Linked DNA regions of Mus musculus: region 1 is linked to region 2. A link is a contact called in public HiChIP or PLAC-seq data. All regions are on one chromosome and are shown on one strand. Each heading gives the region's core, a stretch centred on a gene start, on an enhancer-like site or on the middle of the called end of the contact. The rest is flanking DNA. Distances are from core to core; before and after follow the strand shown. Region 1 holds the start of Scfd2 (Sec1 family domain containing 2). Region 2 holds the start of Commd8 (COMM domain containing 8).

Evidence for each region. HiChIP or PLAC-seq counts read pairs in DNA pulled down with a chosen protein or histone mark.
Region 1: an H3K27ac HiChIP or PLAC-seq map of thymic regulatory T cells shows a contact between it and region 2, with 15 times the contacts expected there. The contact joins the promoter of Scfd2 here to the promoter of Commd8 in region 2. A contact is called at or near these places in 1 of 39 promoter capture datasets (pre-B cells), 1 of 484 Hi-C or Micro-C datasets (CD4 T cells), 2 of 115 datasets of contacts at active chromatin or transcription factors (regulatory T cells and thymic regulatory T cells) and 1 of 9 other capture datasets (liver).

Annotation. Positions count from the first base shown.
Region 1 is chr5:74,529,712-74,534,798 of GRCm38.p6, reverse strand. Scfd2 (Sec1 family domain containing 2) reads left to right here and starts at 3,057. Exons shown (of 9, transcript NM_001114660.2): 1 at 3,057-4,017. The coding sequence starts at 3,180.
Region 2 is chr5:72,165,851-72,170,674 of GRCm38.p6, reverse strand. It overlaps Commd8 (COMM domain containing 8), which reads left to right and starts at 2,486. Exons shown (of 5, transcript NM_178599.5): 1 at 2,486-2,596. The coding sequence starts at 2,531.

The sequences.
Region 1 (5,087 bases), core at 1,808-4,307, 2.4 Mb before region 2:
GAGTAGATCACGAGGGTTTTAATTCTTCTTAGTTTTGAACTCTTGTTTGCTATGCCCTGTTCCCCTGTAGGAAATTCTTAAATTGTTTCAACTTCTGTGTACAATTTCCTCGTAAAAATCTTCCCTGAATTCAACAAATATGTATGAAAGTCTACCCAAGTACTAGGAACTCTTCAAGACTATATAGATTGGCGGTTAAAAAAAAAATCCTTTCTTTCATGAAGCCTTTATTCTAATGGAAGATGATAGACACATCATGTTGATAAGGATTTAAAAATAATAGTAGCTGTAAAAAGACCCACGGCCAAGTGATTAAAAGGGAGGTATAATCTAATATCACGTGGTAATTAATTAATTAATTAAAATAAGTAGATCCCTTAATGGAGAAGGGCTGTAAGCTCTGTGGGTTTCTGCATGGGGGCTACTTGACAAGGAGATTAGGAACATGCAAAAGGCCCAGAGACAGAGAAGTTCCAGGCACCCAACTGCATTTGGAGTAGAGTGAAAGGCAAATGTAGATAAACTGAGTATGCAGATGGGGTGAGCAGGGTTGGGGTGAGGGGAGTAGAGCAGAGCTAAACTCTCTTTTAGACCACAAGTCTTATTGACTACATAGCCACTTTCCCCAGAATCTTCACTAGGCCAAATCTGCCTTCGTCTTGTTTAACTTTCACTTCCATCTGTTGTATGGTGCACCATATCCTTTTGGCCTTTGATACTATCTGCTTGAGAGTACCGTGGGCAGTTACCACCACCACACCGTGGTTAGCTCCATTCTCACTGTTAAGTGCATCTAAAGTAAAATTGGGTGGTTTCATGAGAGAGTTGATTGTCTTTTGCAGAGTGAATTGCTTTTCTTTCCAGTCTGGAAAAGAGTTTGTCTTTCAAATCATTGTCTAGACAAAGAGTTTAGACATCAACAACGAGTTGATTAATGAATGGTGGTGAATGCGGTAGGAGGCCTGCGTGGTGGAGGTAGCACTTGAGCTAAGCTTTGAAAATGATTTCTACAAAGCAGAGAAGCTCATAAAGCTCTAATGACCATCCTTCAAAGCCTCTTCCTTCCTTCTTTCCTCCTAAACTGAATCCTTGTATGGATATGCTTCCTTGGTTAGGATTAATCTCTCCATTTGCCATGGGAAACTTTGACATTAAATAATTTGACTATTTTATAGACTGTCTCTTGCTTCTTATATTATGAACTCATCTCACTACAATATCACATTTATCCTGAGTATACTTATTTGCCATCTCATTATTTATTGCTGTTCTAAGCAATGATGATGGTGATGTTGCTGCTAACCCAGGCCTGGCAGTGCATCCTGTCCTTCCAGGTCCTCTGGAGGCCAGGGCTAGAGCTTGACTCAGGCTAGCAGAGTAAGACTCCATCTCAGAACAATGTCAATAATAATGATATCATTTAATATGAAGTATACTTTTTTTTTTTGAAACAGGGTTTCTCTGTGTAGCCCTGGCTGTCCTGGAACTCACTGTGTAGACCAGGTTGGCCTCGAACTCAGAAATCTGCTGCCTCTGCCTCCCGAGTGCTGGGATTAAAGGAGTACGCCACCACCTACCACCACCCGGCTGTGAAGTATACTTTTGAGAAGTAATGAAAAGGAGTGCTTAGCTATAAGAATTAGACAATGAATAGATTACTGCTCAAATCATGCCAAGAGACCAGGTATGGTGGCATATGCTTTAGGGAGGTCAAAACCCAACTGTATACACACACACTCTCTCACACACAGAAACACACGAATAAAACTTTAAAATGAAAGCAATTGCCATGTGTCACAACTAGATGAATGATGTTAGGTGAAGTAAGTTAATCACAATAAAGCAGATAGTACAGGGACCCAATTATAAGACCCACAGTGCCAATGCAAAGAGAACAGGATTAAAGTAGAGGCTGACAAATGCTGGGGGGGGGGTGCAGGGAGCTGAGGTTGAGGGTGGCAATTGTTATTTAAAGGGTATATAGTTTTGAAACTATTTTGATTTTGCAAAATAAAAAGTTCCAAAGATTGGTTGTACAGCAGCATGAATGTTTTTTAATGTTTCCGAACTGTACATTTTAAAATGACTAATGGTGGACATGGTGGCACACACGTTTAATCCAAGCACTAGGAAGGCAGAGGCAAGCAGATCTCTGTGAGTTTGCAACGAACCTGATCCACATCATGTGTTCCAGGACAGCTAGGGCTGCACAATGAGATCCTGTCCACACATACTCACACACACACACACACACACACTCACTCACACACACACAATTAGAACAGTAAATTACTAAATTTTTTTATCTCATGCATGTTTCCACAATTAAATAATAATAATAATAATAATAATAAAACAGGTTCTAAACTGAGATGTGTAGATCAGTATATCTATTCCTCAACCCAATTCTCATCTTAGTAGCTGTGAAATGGACCCCAAAGCCTTTTGACTGTGTGGAGACAGGATCTCTCTGTCTCTCTCTGTGTGTCTGTCTCTGTCTCTCTCTGTGTATGTGGTGTGTGTGTGTGTTGGGGATGGGTGATTGTGCGTTTTCCACAATTGGCACATGGAGGACAATTTTTCCGGGTCCTGTTTTTCTACATTGAGTCCGAAGGATCAAACTCAGGTCATACGACTTGTGTTGCAAGCGCTTTTAGCCTTATGAGCCATCTTGCTGGTCCCAAAAGGTATTTCACGAGGCTGGAGTGCACCAACGCAGAAGATAACCTACACAAGACCAACTATTACGTTGCAGTAGTTGTTTGGCTTCTCCAAGTTCAGATGGGGGAAGTACTTTGCTTCAGACCAGGTTTTATTATTCCCGAGAATTCTTAACCTGGAGGAAAAGGTGATGAGAGCTGACAAGGGAGGGACGAACAAAACCCATTTCAATTCTTTCCTAGAAAGCTGCTGCCTCCAGCTTTTCAGGGACTATCGACCCTGTAAGCACATTCCGTTCCTCCTTCAAGTGCAGACGTTCCTTCCGCCAGCCCGCGCGCCTGATCAGCCAATGAGCGCCTAAGACGTCATCACCGCGCGCGCGAACGCCGAGCGTCAGAGACAGGCCCACGTGTACTGTGTTGACTGTCAAAGTACTCAGTACCCGGAAGCCCTGCGTTCTGACCTGAGTTCCCGCCCGTACGCCGGTGAGACCCCTGGCCAGCTGGCGATACGGGATCATGAGCGCCGCGGGCATACTGGCCTTTGCCCAGCAAGGCTGGGAGCAGGTGCTGGCCAAAGTGAAGTGGTCCGTGGTCTACCTGGACGCTGCCTGCGCCGAGAGCCTGCACTGGAGCTGCGGATCCAGCCGGCTTCTGGAGGCGGTGAAGGGTCCTGCGTGTCACCTGCGGGAATTTGAACCCCAGGCCATTGGCGGGGGAGCCAAGCAGCCCCGGGCGGTTTTCGTTTTGAGCAGCCCGCTGAAAGGCCGGATCGTAGACACTCTACAGAGTATCATTTGCCGCAGTCACTTTCAGCACTGTGTGGTGGTCACAGCCGTGAGCCACGCAGTCCACCTCACTGCTAACCACGTACCGGCCGCTGCAGCGGCCGAGCTCGAGGGGCAGCAGCCGGTGTTCGAACAGCTGGAGGAGAAGCTCTGTGAGTGGATGGGCAACGAGAACTATACGGCCGAGGTGCTCCACGTCCCGTTGTTTCTCGCCCCTGTTGCCTCCCATCTCGCTTTTACTCCAGCCTTTGCTACCCTCTTCCCACTGCTACCTCAGGATGTCCACGCTCTTAACAGTGCCAGACCCGACAAGAGGAGGCTGAGCAGCTTGGGTGAGGTGGATGCCACTGCCCTAACCCCAGAGCTGCTGCTGTACATCAGATGCCTCGTGTCAGGCCTCAGTTCTCTGTGTGAACATCTAGGGGTACGAGAGGAGTGTTTCGCCGTGGGTCCCCTCAGTCGGGTCATCGCTACAGATCTGGCAAATTATGCCCCCGCCAAGAACAGGAAAAAGACTGCTACAGGCAGGGCTTCTGTGGTCTTTGTGGATAGAACTCTGGATCTCACAGGTAGGTGGCATTTCTGGGAGTTGTTCATCTTCACTCTCCTAGCTAGAGGATCTGTTCATTGATTCAGCATATGTGTTTATTGGCCTCATATTGAGGTTGGCAATATAAAGATGAACTAAAAGAACCAGCCCCTAATTTGACAGCATCTGGAGTTAAGTTTTGTCTAGTGGAGAGTGGACATAGATAAAGCACAATTTTATTTGTTAAATGCTGTAAGCGGGCAAATATGGCTTTAGTGTGCGTTGCTTTTGATAAAACAACCGGGCCTAGTCCAAGAGACTGGAAAAAATGAGATGACCTTGACATGGAGGGAATTGCCATCACCTGAGACTCTTAGACATTTCCAGATACCAGTTGTCTTAATTAGGGTGTCTATTGCTGTAATGAAACACCATGGCCAAAACCGACTTGTGGAGGATAGGGTTTATTTCCTTACACTTCCACACCATAGTCGATCATTGAAGGAAATCAGGACAGGAACTCAAACATGGCAGGAACCAGGAGGCAGGAGCATAAGGCGGTAGCGGTCATAGAGGGGGTGCTGCATACCATGCTCCACATGGAATGACCTTCGTTTGCTCCCTAGTACCTACATGGTGAAAGGAGAGCACTGACTTCCTCCAATTGTTCTCTGATCTCCACACACACAGTGTGACTTGCACATGCACTGTCCCCCACACATATACAAATAAATAGGTAAATGTCTTTTTTAAAAAGTGAAACTGAATGTACATATGAGAAGTTGGAAAAAAGAATTGTAGAAAATATTTTCAAATGTGCATTGAAGTTTGTATAGCAACCTCAAATTGCAGCAATGTAATAATTATTTATACCTGCGAGGAAGAAATCTAACCTTAAAATAGGTGAAGAAAATTCTGATTCATGATGTGAGCACTTATTTTTAGAGGTCACCTTTGTTTTATAGTTAAGTAGATATAGTTCAATAATAGTATGTGCTAGCTGTTCAAGGTCACTGAGAACAATCAGAACACTGGTCTAAGCCAGTATTCCCTTTCCAGGTTAGAAAAAAAAAATGTTGAATGATGTTATAAAAACCAGTAAGAAGTATA
Region 2 (4,824 bases), core at 1,237-3,736:
TATGGGCCAAGCCTTCAAACACTTGAGTCTATGGGGGCCCTTTCTATTCAGACCACCACAGCTAGGGTTTGTTTGTTTGTTTGTTTTTTAATTTTTTAAATCTTTCCTTGCTATTGTTTAAGCACTGTGCCATCGAGCTATATTCCAGGTCATATTTGGCTGCTTTGAAAGCAAACATTAAAAGAGATCAATATAGTCATAATTTGTCAAATATGTATGCACTGTAGATGTCTGTCAGAAATTGGAGAAGGACGGAAAGGAGGGAGGAAGAACTTGAGATTTTTTGTGGACGAAACTCTACCCCCAAATGACAGACAACAAAAACAGGAAGAACAATAGAAAATAAGGAAACGACCCCAGAAAGAAGCTCTCTAAAGAGGAAGCTGGCGTTCCAGCTTCTGCTCAGCACTGAGGCTTCCCTGGCTTCTTTCACATCTCCCAGTTGCAACCCTTCATCTGCATTGCCTGCACGGCCCATAAGGCAGGCTGGATGTATCTTGGCGATATACAGGCAGGGGAAGAAGTCTCCTTAGAAAGGAATCATACCATTTTCTAGGTGCTAGGCTGTGCTTTATGTAAACAACTTTACAGGTATGAACTTAAAACAAGCCCTGTAAAGTCTGCATGGTCATTCTAAATAATGAGAGATGAAGACGCAGACCAGCCAGAGACGTGAACTAGCTTGCCATTGCTATACAGACGATAACAGTTACCAATGATTTACAGAGCTGGACTTAAACTTAACTCCAGAGTCTGCATTTTAAGCCCTTACTATAAACAAAGTTAGGGTGACAGAAACGCAAATACACCTAGCTGAGGTAGGATCAGAACAGACAGGTAATGTTTTAAAGTGCTTCAGGGCACTTAAAACATTTGTTTGTTTGCAAGCCTGAAAACTAGGGTCCAGACCCCAGGACCCTAAAAGGAAGGAATCAATGTCTATAAGTTGTCCTCAACCTACACACACCACACACACAGACACAGACACACACAGACACACACACAGACACACACACAGACACACACACACACACACACGCTTTATTTTTTAATGAAAAAGTTGAAAATTAAAAAAAAATGATGCCTTAAATTACATACAAAGACAAGCGATTACTAATGAAAAGACATTAAATATTAAGGGCTCTTTCCTCTCACTTTATGTAATATTTTAAATTCAGCATCTGCCAGAAGTTCAATTTTAATATAGTCATGTTTCAAAGGTCAACCTTTTCTTGGTGTCCAGTGTTGTCTAAATCCCGTTTTTTGATATCCTTTATATCCTGATGGATGTCATTTTGCACTATTAACTTACACATTGCATGGTCACAGAAGCATGCATTCCTGTAAGCCTTCCTTTACCCAGGCAGAACAGCAGAACTCTCATTCTTTCTTCAAACTCTGCAGCTATCGCTCATGTATGTGACTGTGGACAAGGCATATCTATCTATCTGTCTGTCTGTCTATCTATCTATCTATCTATCTATCTATCTATCTATCTATCTATTTTTCTATCTATGCCTCTCAGCACTTTCTAACACTCTTAATCCTAACATTACATATTGGGTTGTAATCACCCTAATTGTTATGGCACCTTCTCATGACAAGGCTCATTCTATCACGAACTTTCTTTTTTTTGGATTGAAATTACAACTCAAAGAATTTTGGGTTCACTCCTGTGGTAAATGTGTGGGTATAAACATGGGTTTTCTTTACCAGCAGGTTGTTTTGTTTCTTAGCTTGGATAATGAGTCTTTGGGTTGCTTAATAATATATAGCTGAACTTTGCCTTTCTATGAGTTCTGTCTTGGATTGCGTTTGCTGTTTGTAAACGGGGGGGGGGGATCCAATCTTTTTTTTTTTTTAAAGATTTATTTATTTTATGTCTACGAATACACAGTAGCTGTCTTCAGACACACCAGAAGAGAGCATTCGATCTCATTACAGATGGCTGTGAGCCACCATGTGGTTGCTGGGAATTGGACTCAGGACTTCTGGAAGAGCAGTCAGTGCTCTTAACTGCTGAACCATCTCTCCAGCCCCCCACCCCACATCTCTTCTTAAAATAAAAAAAAATTAAAAAAAAAAAGTAACTTTAATTTGTCTTTGAGGTCAAACTCTTTGACTAGGAGACTGTCAGATCTCTGGGGGAAAGGCCCTGGGTTCAAATACAGGCTGTGACTATTACTAGATGATTTTCTGCAGTGAAGAAAGTTTATGAGATCTGTCTCTGAACACAGTCTCAACCGAGCAAAAGTCTGTAAATCTTCCTTCAGCAGCAAGCGGATGGGTAACAGACTTCCCCTCAGTCTCGACCGCCCCTCCCCCCCCCCCCCCCCCCCCAAAAAAAAAGAGGGAAAAAAAACTTGCTCTTTTTTCTACAGGAGAAAACCAATGGCTGAGGTTTTGCACATGCGCACAAGGACTTTGAGCCCGCCCGCCGGCCCCGCCCTCCAGAAAGTCACGTGGACGAATCGGAGCGTAAGCCTAAGGTTCAGGCCTGTCACGTGACAGGTATCTCTACTTCTCGGGGATGGAGCCGGAAGAGGGGACGCCGCTTTGGCGGCTACAGAAGCTGCCTCCGGAGCAGGGCGCCGGGGTGAGGGGTTTGTGAAGGGCACGGGAAGGCCGGGGTCCGGACTATTCTTCTTGGGCCCCTGGAGACACAATGGCGGCCTAAGGACTTTACGCGGTTTAGGAATGGCCCAGGCCTGGGTGCGTGTGGGGTCTTCTTGCTTCTAGAAAGCTCGGGTGGTAGAGCCCGAGATCTGCTGCGTCCGCAGTCTTTGAGTTCAGGTCTCCCGAACGCCCCTTTCTGTGTGAGGTCCGGCGGATGCAGTGAGGAGTCGAACCCGGTGGGACCTGTTCCCTGGAGGGCGGGAGGAACCAACTCCTAACCAGAAAAGGAGTAGCCACTCAAGTTTGGCCAAGAGGTGATCGCAGCCGCTGAAAACAGCTCACCCATAAAGCCAGGCTTGTGGAGACCAGAGACAGCCAACCAGGGTTTCTTGCAGCACACCCAGGGTCCAGACCTCTGTGAAAGTGATTTGATGGTGGCACTCTGCCCTGCTCAGGCTTTCAGAAGTCTCCACTGTGGCCCTTCTACCCAAAGTCGGCTTCAGTTGTAGATGAAAGAAATTTAACGCCACTCCCTCCGTTCTTTAGAAAATGTACTTTAAACATTTTCTTTGATTTTACAAATGAGGACAGTGAAATATGTCAGCCACAGGTTTCCAGCAAGCCAGGGCCAAAGCTCAAACCTATCTATGGACTGTGTCTCCTAACTTTCAGGGTGTCTTTCCTCCTATATAGAGATGGCCAAAACATTTGACTCCTGAATCTGAGAGCTGAGCCAGCTGTCTTCTTCCTGGGCCTCTGCCTTTTGCCACAGCTATGGGAAATCCCTGGTTTGGGTCTCCACTCCCTTTTCACAGCATTGGTTGTTGTGGTGTCACCATCCTTCTTTACCAGGCCACTCTATTTAAGAAACTCTGGGTTTCATCCTTGGACCTCCCCTTTTCAACCTCCTTTACCTGTTTATGGTCTCTGCCTCTATAGTCTCACACTTACTCCTGCTCACAATATCTTGGCAAAGTTTTGGAAAAATAATGTAATTACTTACAGGAAAGTTGAGTGCAGATTAAAGCCTTCACTCCTTTCTGTTGTATGCAAGGCCTTCTGTGATTTGGCCCCTACTCGCCTTTTCAAAGGTCCTCTGCCCTTTCACCCTTGTCTGCCTTTCCAAAGATGCAATTCCCACTCCTGCGCTGGGGTTTTATTTCCAGTCCTGTGTGCGGGCACATTGCGTTGGCTGGGAATGCCTAATGGCCACTCATCTTTTCAATTCAGCTCTTTCCTTGTTCCTTTGCACCCGTCATAAACACCTTTTCTATCCCCTCTCCTCTACCACACGCACTTATTTATATGTGTACTTTTTTTGATAGATTGGAACTCTGTTATGGTAGAGCATCATTTATCCTCAATGTCCTCATTTGTAAAATGAGAACAGTTACAATGCTTACCTTATAGAGTTGCAGGGAGTGTCAGGATACTGTTTGGTAGACATTACAGGTGGCTTTTGGTTGTATTCCCATTTTATATGGTGAGTCAGAAGTTACCCATCTGTGTGGTGTTTTGGGGGTTACTGTTCCCCACGGAGTGGGTTCATATCTAAGGCGATTGGAGTCTAAAGACGTTTAGCTCAACGCCATTTCCCAGTTACTTGGATTTAAGTGGTTGGCAGGATACAAGTGTCGCCTGGAACAGTATCACATGAATGTGATTATCTGCAGTAGGACACGGAAGGCTTGAGCTATGGAAGTAGTGATAACAGCAGTAAGAACAAAGGCAGACTCACGGCCTTCTGATGTCTTGTGCCTGCTAAGATGCTCGAGTTACTGTGCTCATATGTAATTCTATGACATTGTGTGGTCAGGTGACATTCTTCTCTTACGCTTGGATCGCAGAGAATGTAACTAAAATGAGGAGTTGGTGGAACTAGGAAGCATAGCAAGCAGTTTTGTCCTAAATCCAGTCTTCATACTCTGTTAGGTTCACATGGTTTCAGTTGCTGGTAGTGCAGAGCGGAAGTCAGGTGGGAAAGGAAAGATGGCCAGTGCTTTTCTCAGAGCAAAGCACAACACCCCTGCTGAGGAATAGGAGAGTATGCTGTTGGGGGCCGGGGGAGGCAAAGCCAAACCGAGGTAGTAGTGCTCCTGGGGGGGGGGGCTTATCTGTGAGAGGAGCGCGTGCTTGGTTACTACAGAGATGGCACCTTCAGATCTCGGAGGGAAGCTTCTACGTGAACTGTTCTCCATTCAGGGATTT